2 separate regions of the Macaca fascicularis genome follow, and region 2 is linked to region 1. The links are chromatin contacts, called in public Hi-C maps. All regions are on one chromosome and are shown on one strand. The core of a region is the stretch at or near the end of the contact, and the rest is flanking DNA. Distances in the headings are between cores, read along the strand shown. Region 1 holds the start of STAG1 (STAG1 cohesin complex component). Region 2 has its middle 47 kb from the start of IL20RB.

Region 1 (3,832 bases), core at 747-3,246:
CACTGAATTTAAAAAAAAAAAAAATTTTTTTTTTTTTGATACGGAGTCTCACTCTTGTCGCCCAGGCTGGAGTGCAGTGGTGTGATCTCGGCTCACTGCAACCTCCACCTCCCGGGTTCGAGAGATTCTCCTGCCTCAGCCTCCCGAGTAGCTGGCATTACAGGAGCACACCACCACGCCTGGCTAATTTTTGTATTTTTAGTAGAGACAGGGTTTCACCATGTTGGCCAGGGTGGTCTCAAACTCCTGACCTCATGTTATCTGCCCGCCTCGGCCTCACAAAGTGCTGGGATTACAGGCGTGAGCCACCGCACCCTGCCAAGACAACAGAAACTTCTGAGAAACAGAAAGGAAGACGACAGTGGATACGAAGATACTTACGATATAAGGCGCTAGGAAAGTAGTGGTTGAAGGAGGAGGTGGGAAGGGATGGCATAGTTTCAGGCAGAGGGGGTGGCTTTGGAGAGAAGGAAAAGGGTTCTGGGTTAATTTGGTTAGACATTTTGAGATCACGAACAGGAGGTGGTCACAGATATTTTATTATGGAGGGAATGTCAAATCGGAATTGGAGTCCCATAGCTTTGAGCCCAGGAAACTAGATGAATTTATCTATTAGTATGGGCTGGGACTGGCATCTTTAATAACATGGAAAGCTTGAAACAGTCTTTGTGGAAAATAGGATAGGAAATCAGCCAGAGATTAGAAAAAAACCCAAGAAAATTATAAGGAGGAGTCCAGTCACGAATTCATATCCAATCTGGACAGTTATGACTTCCTGCAGTGAAAAGCCACACATCTTGCAAACCCTTGAGAGAGAAACCGCAAATAGGGGTAACCTATTGGAGATAGGCCCTGAAGACTATAAAGTAGTTGAGGGATTCTATACTGAGATAGAGTTGGCTATAGCGATAGAGCAGTTAGTCAGATATGGGGCTAATGATCCAGTAGAGTAAGGATTCACTTTTGTGGTAAAAAGTTGTAAGCAGGTGAAAGGTAGGGATCCATAACCATAGAGGGGCAGGTGGAGATCAGGGAAGAGGTGACGTTCAACATAAATAGTTAATTATTTCACCTTAGTGATTATTTCTCTTTTGGCATCTAGAAGGCTAAGATTCTCATGTTTATCTCAGAGCTACTGAAAGTAGTCCTAGGTTGCGGAAGGAGAAATCCAATTTCACAGCTGAGTCTATTTTCTCAGTCTAGTTATATTCTCTTCTCACAAACTAGCCAATGCTGCCGCCTTATGCAAAGCCAGCACCACGGAGAGGATGTGCTTTACAGAGGCAGGATGACGCCAATCGGCCTGGGGCGGGCAGTGTTTCGTCTAGATTAATGGCGAGGGAAGTCCCCAACAGTTCCTTTGAAACCTTTTCACCCTCGCCTGGTGAAAGCGCTTGTCAACTGTAAATCGCAAATATAATGCTAAGCTCTGAGGCCCTTGTTAAATCCAAGTGGGAGCAGAGATCTGAGCTGCCTCACCCTCGGGTTTCCGCAGGGCGTCTCGAGAGCTGTGGGTGGGGGCAGCAGGAGCCGGGCGGGGACAGAGGAAAGCGCCGGCCCTGAGACCTAGGGAGGAGTCTCGGTGAAGGAACCCGGGGTGGGTTCCTGCCTAGGTCTCCAAGAAGCTCCAAAAATGGCGGGCGGCAACTCGGAGAGCCGGACGCGCAGGCGCCACCGTGGCCGTTCTTCCGCCCGCCTCGGGCGGCCCAAGAACAGTCCACAGCGCCCTTATCCAGAAGCCTACGCCGCTCGCGATTGGCTGAACTGCGCGACCGCTCCGTATGGGGGCGGGGCCGCCACGCAGCGGCCACGTTTCCCGCCCCGCTGGTGCGCGTGCGCGCAATCCCCACAGGAAAGCGTTTGCGCGCGCTCCTGCCGCGGCCCCTAGCTCGCGCCTCAGCTCCCTCCCCTTTCCGGGCAGGCCCGTCCCGTCAGCAAGGCAGTGAGCACTGCGGCCAGCAGAGGGCGGTCCGGACCCAAGTCTGCAGCGGCGCCATTGGCGTGTGGAAAATGCCACCAGATGGCGGGTTAGGATTGCAGCTCCGTTGAAGGCGCGGCCCCCGCTCCCGAACCCCCGGCGACCACCCCGTAACAACCCCCCCACATCGGGAATAACACACCGGAGACTTTTGGGGGGAAACTAGGTCGACGGCCGGCGGCGCCCGGATGGGCAGCTGAGGTGAGTGCGGGCGGCGGCGACGGCGGCGGGGGGCGGGAAAGAGGGGGAATGCGGCGGCAGCGGCGCGGGGGCTGGAAGCGCCGATCCAAGATGGAGGCCGGGCGAGAGCGAGAGAGCGCGAGCGGGGAGCGGGCGGGCTGGGCGCGGGCCCCGTGCGGGGGAGGGAGGCCGCGCGGGCCTGTGCGGGGTGCGGCGGTCGTGGGCCGTCCGAGTGCCCGGAGAGGCGTCTGTGGGCGCGGCGGGCACCCCGGCGTCTTCGTCGCTTGCTACCCCTTCCGCGGGCACCGAAAATTTTGCCCCCGCCCGCCCGGGCACTACGGCGACAGGCGCGGAAGCCTTTGTGGCGCGCTTGGGCCCGCCGCCAAGCCCGCCCTCCGCCCCCCCCCTCGCCCGGGCTCTCGGGACTCGCCCGCGCCCAGCGGGGCCGGGCCGAGGCGGGCTGGCGCGAATGCCTTCCGCCGCCCGCCGACCTGCGTTTCTGCGGTGTTTTAGCGGCGGCGGCGTCACATGACAACGAGTTCGTCTCAGCGGAGGGGCCTGGGGGTCGCTCGGCGGGTCGGCTGGCCCAGGCTTCTTGTTGGCGGGGTGGGGCAGGGGGGTGTTGGCTGGGGGAGATGGGGTGTCCATGCTGGGCTTTCCAGCTATCTGCCCTCTCAGCCCCCGACGGGGGCCTCCTTGTGAAACGTGTCCAGGCCCAAGCACTACCCCGCTAGTTTGCCAGTCCCCTGAGAGACGAGGCCAATAAAAGTTGTTTTCCCTCCTTTCTCGAGGTGGGGGCGGGGTGGGAAACTAGAGTGCTTAGAGTTGGACCTGAGCCTCGTTTGCAGGGTCCGAACTGGGTGCTTCTTGTGTGGTATGGGTACTAAGAAATTTTCAGGTTTTAGGATTGTCACATCACCCCCATCTACCCATATTTGAAATGTTATCGATTCTCTTCACATTGCAGGGAATCGTGCTCCGGGCGTATAAGTCATGGGATGGTTTCGTACACTTACAAAAAGCAATGCAATTTATGATTAAAAAAAAATTATTTGCTGTTAAAGTTGGTGTTAAGATGGATAGAGTTTTTTTCTCGTGGTTCTGACTAGAAAGACTATTTTGCATCTTTGCAAAAATACACGGGAAATATCTGAATTGGCACAGAGTTGTGTGATTTGTAACTTATGTGGAATTTGAATGTGACTCTACATTTTAGTTTTCCTTGTGCTTTAAGAAAATTGCACGTTCTGATGGTGGAGCATTTACGGAAATATACAGAACAGTGAAAATAAAAATAACTTGTTTATTGTAGGGTGATATAATGTACCTTGTTGTTATATTCATAATGTATGAAGAATTCAGACTAAAACATTTTAACCAAGCAGGGAAATATGGAATGGAAAGAAGCAGAAATGTTATTTCCTTGCTTTTGATGATTAAGAATACTTATAAGACAAATTGTTGCCTAAATAAAGTTGTAGAAGATCTACAGGTGTTTTGCCACGTTTTTTTCCTTTACATATTTAAAATGTACTTGGAGTAAACTAAATTAATTCAAGTGATCTACCAATGGTCATTTTCACAAACGAGCTACTTTTGAGTGGAAATTTTTCTGTATCCATTTCAGTTTCGATGTTCTGATAAAGTTAAGGAATATTTAAATAGATGCAAAAT
Region 2 (3,832 bases), core at 758-3,257, 270 kb before region 1:
TCTATTTCCAACTGCAAGACTCAAAAGTTCAAGTAAGACAGGGCACAGTGGCTCATGCCTGTACTCCCAGCATTTTGGGAGGCTGAAGCGGGCAGATCACCTGAGGTCTGGAATTCAAGACCAGCCTGGCCAACATGGTAAACCCAGTCTCTACTAAAAATACAAAAATTAGCTGGGAATAGTGCCAGGTGACTGTAATCCCAGCTATTTAGGAGGCTGAGACAGGAGAATCGCTTGAAGCCGGGAAGCAGAGGTTGCGGTGAGCCAAGATCTCGCCACTGCACTCCAGCCTGGGCGACAGAGCAAGACCACTGTCTAAAAACAAAAACAGAAACACACAGTAAGTGTTCCAACTCACTGGCCCTCCATAATCTAGGCCTGATCTGGGGTGAGGCCAAGAAAAGGGGAAATCCATTCCATTTTGATCTATTTCCAACTGCAAGACTCAAAAGTTCAAGTAAGACAGGGCGCAGTGGCTCGTGCCTGTACTCCCAGCACTTTGGGAGGCTGAAGCGGGCAGATCACCTGAGGTCTGGAATTCAAGACCAGCCTGGCCAACATGGTAAAACTCAGTCTCTACTAAAAATACAAAAATTAGCTGGGAATAGTGCCAGGTGCCTGTAATCCCAGCTACTTAGGAGTCTGAGACAGGAGAATCGCTTGAAGCCGGGAAGCAGAGGTTGCGGTGAGCCAAGATCGCACCACTGCACTCCAGCCTGGGCGACAGAGCAAGACTCCATCTCAAAAAAAAGAAAAAAAGTTCAAGTGAGACAGTGAGCAGTTAATGTCAATGAAATGATTTCACCTGGGGAAGCTTGCCTTGTGATTAATGCAGGTGGGATGACATCCGAGGCGCCTACTTTCTGGGCTGTAATCTCCTAGGGCCAGAAACTCAAGATGATGTTTTGTAGACCTAATCTTATACTAAGGCAATTTCATAGAAGACTGGCTGGCATCTCCAGGAAATTTGGAGGCATGTGGCCACTTCCTAGAGGAGCTGTTTTAAGTACAGACACAAAATTTAGAAGTTACTGAGGTTTGTTCAGGCACTCATTTCTCCAAAAGCCAGGGTTGGTTTTCTGTTTGTTTGAGAGGGAGTCTTGCTCTGTTGCCCAGGCTGGAGTGCAATGCTGGGATCTCAGCTCACTGCAACCTACGCCTCCGGGGTTCAAGAGATTCTCCTGCCGCAGCCTCCCGAGTAGCTGGGGTTACAGGCGCCCGCCACTATGTCCAGCTGATTTCTGTATTTTTAGTAGAGATGGGGTTTCCATGTTAGGCTGGTCTCGAACTCCTAACCTAAGGTGATCCGCCCGCCTCGGCCTCCCAAAGTGCCAGGATTACAGGCGTGAGCCACCGCACCCTGCCGCCAGGGTTTTTTGTTTGTTTTTGTTTTTTGTTTTTTAACGTAGTGTTGTTGTTGTTGTTGTTTGTTTGTTTAATTTTCTCAATGAGGTCCAGTGAAGGAACCAGGAACATGTATCTCCTCCACAATATGAGGATTTATACTTTTGCTCTTGGAGATGTTTGCAGGCACCTGAGAAGGCTCCTTGCTCAATTCTTCCTCTAAGGTCCTTAATGGAGTTTTACAACCTGGTCTTGCAATCTCTCACTGGGGGAGACAAGAAAGGTCCGTGTTTTCCTTTTGTGAGCCTCATTCTCCCACCTCTGGCAAGGATACGTTTTTCCAGGTTTTGTTGTTGTTGCTGAAGAAACTGGGAGTCCCAGGAGCCACAAGAGAAAGCTGTAATTTGGGGCCACCTCTAGTGTTCCAGTTCCAAACTTGGCAGGCTGGGCAGCACGCTGGTTTAACATGAGCAAGCAGCAGCAGGCTCCTCCCTACTGCTCTGTGCGGGGGTTGAGGAACACTCCTGGAAAGTCCGTCTAGTAAAGGGATCCTAGAAATAGGACACACAGAAGGAAAACAGACATCCAAAAAAGTCTATTTCCGAGAGATAGGGAATGGTAGCGTGGAGGAAAGATCAACAGACCGGAGAGAGAAGAGAGGCCAAGGTCCCAGCAAGGAGGGAGAGTCTTGTATAGCGTGAAGCCCCAAACCATGAGCTCGGGACAGATACACAGAGCGAGGAGAGGGTGGCTGCTAAATTCTAACTCCACCAGTGACAGTGGAGGTTTGTGAAGGACCAAGCCCGTGGAAACTGTGTAACTGAGTTATTATTCTGGGAAACCGGCCTGAGCTTTCCTTTCTTCATCCAGGAAGCCCAGCGAGCTTCATTGCGAGAGGGAAGAGAAAAAAATTTCAGCACTGACCACAAGGTGGCGCCAGACGCCCGTGGATGTAATGGGATCTTCCCCTCCTGGTGAGCTCCGGAAGCTGGCGATGGGATCAAGTCCTCCAGATTCAAAGGAAACCAAGAGGTCTGCACGCCCGGAAAGGTACTCTAGCCTAAGGATAATATACTGCACACGGAAAATAATAAAAAACATCTTTATTAAAGAGACGGGGAGGGTTGGCCCAGAGACTAGACCGGCAGAGTCTGCAATCCTTCTGTGAAGGGAACTTAAAAGACTTTTCCACCGAACCCCTTGAAAGGACAGGGAGAGCCAAGCTGGGAAAGACTGGACGTTAAGGGGCAGAGAGGAGCCTTTAGAGGAGAAAAAATGCCCTCTGACTGATGGATTTGCATTTACTGGTATTCTTCATTGACACAATAAACGAGTCGATAAGCCCAACACGATTGAATAACAAGTAGAAATGCATTCTATTAGATTCATCTTCTCTGAGAATTATGGTAGCTTTGCTCTTCTTGGGTGTCATGGACTGATGACTTTTCAAATATATGGTATCGATTGTGCCAGCCAATATTCTCCTTCTGGTGCTTGTATTGTCCCAACTTTGGCCAGGAGGAGCCCTGTATAGATTGTTCCTTTTGTAATTTTGAATGACCCTTATTTAACGCTTTGCTTTCTGTCCCAAAAAGGTGTAGGCGTTCTAGGATTACCTTGTACCTTTCAACTCCAAACTGAGATGGCATCCACTACTGCTCCAAGAAACTTTGGCTCCTTTGGGAGAAAACTAACACTAGAAACCAAAATCAGCATTAAGATGCATTGCGGAGGTGACATTTCTCCTGGGCCGTTTCAGTGGAAAAAAGTCAAAATATTTTTAATGTAATGTTTTGTAAAGACATGACTTCATATTAATATGTTTGATTCAGTACCAACAGTACCCTGTTCTTAGTCAAATTTGAAACCTACAATAGCCTTCCTTGTGACTAATCCTGAAGTCTAGATTCTTATCAAAATATGCAAAATATATATTATTTACTTGCTTTATCTGATAATAGTTGCAAAAAATACGCTATCAATACAAACAGTATAGATACTGAATAAAGTTTTTGTTTTAGACTACATACACCTAAGTATTTGTTGCCAAATTACTTTGTTCTAGAATCTCTCATAATATCTCACACCATGTGACTATGCAGGGACTTATCTGACAGGTACTTCTGGGTCCATTGTTTCCATCCACTTTCATTTTGAAGAGGCTGCAACCTGCCCCCAGCCCCTGCTTCCTGCTCTACCTTTTCATTTTATCGTGACTTACAAACTCCCAATATACTAAATAATTCACTTAATAATAATACTTTGTTATTGTGTTGTTATTTCTCCCTTACCCCATTGGAGTGTAAGCCTCATGGAGCAGGGATTTTATTCACTGGACCCTGGCAGTTGCACCCTAAAGGCAGGACTAAGAAAGCTGGGCTTGATTCTGGGGGCTCAGTGGACTCTACTGCGTTGGGCTGCAAGAGACAGTCTTCACTGAAACAGCAGAAGCTGCTGTAGGCCGCTCCCAGATACTCATTCCCCCCAG

What was found. Hi-C and Micro-C count contacts between places; a contact is called where the count stands out from the background.
Region 2: a Hi-C map of liver shows a contact between it and region 1, with 5 times the contacts expected there. The contact joins the enhancer-like site here to the promoter of STAG1 in region 1. A contact is called at or near these places in 2 of 2 Hi-C or Micro-C datasets (liver and skeletal muscle).

What each region holds. Positions count from the first base shown.
Region 1 is chr2:39,601,517-39,605,348 of T2T-MFA8v1.1, reverse strand. It overlaps STAG1 (STAG1 cohesin complex component), which reads left to right and starts at 1,996. Exons shown (of 33, transcript XM_074031099.1): 1 at 1,996-2,179.
Region 2 is chr2:39,866,721-39,870,552 of T2T-MFA8v1.1, reverse strand. No RefSeq gene overlaps it. Among named protein-coding and RNA genes, the nearest start is that of IL20RB, 47 kb to the right of the region's middle. Within about 2 kb of position 2,007, at least 2 of the 6 cell types and tissues checked have an H3K27ac peak or open chromatin away from gene starts, as enhancers often do.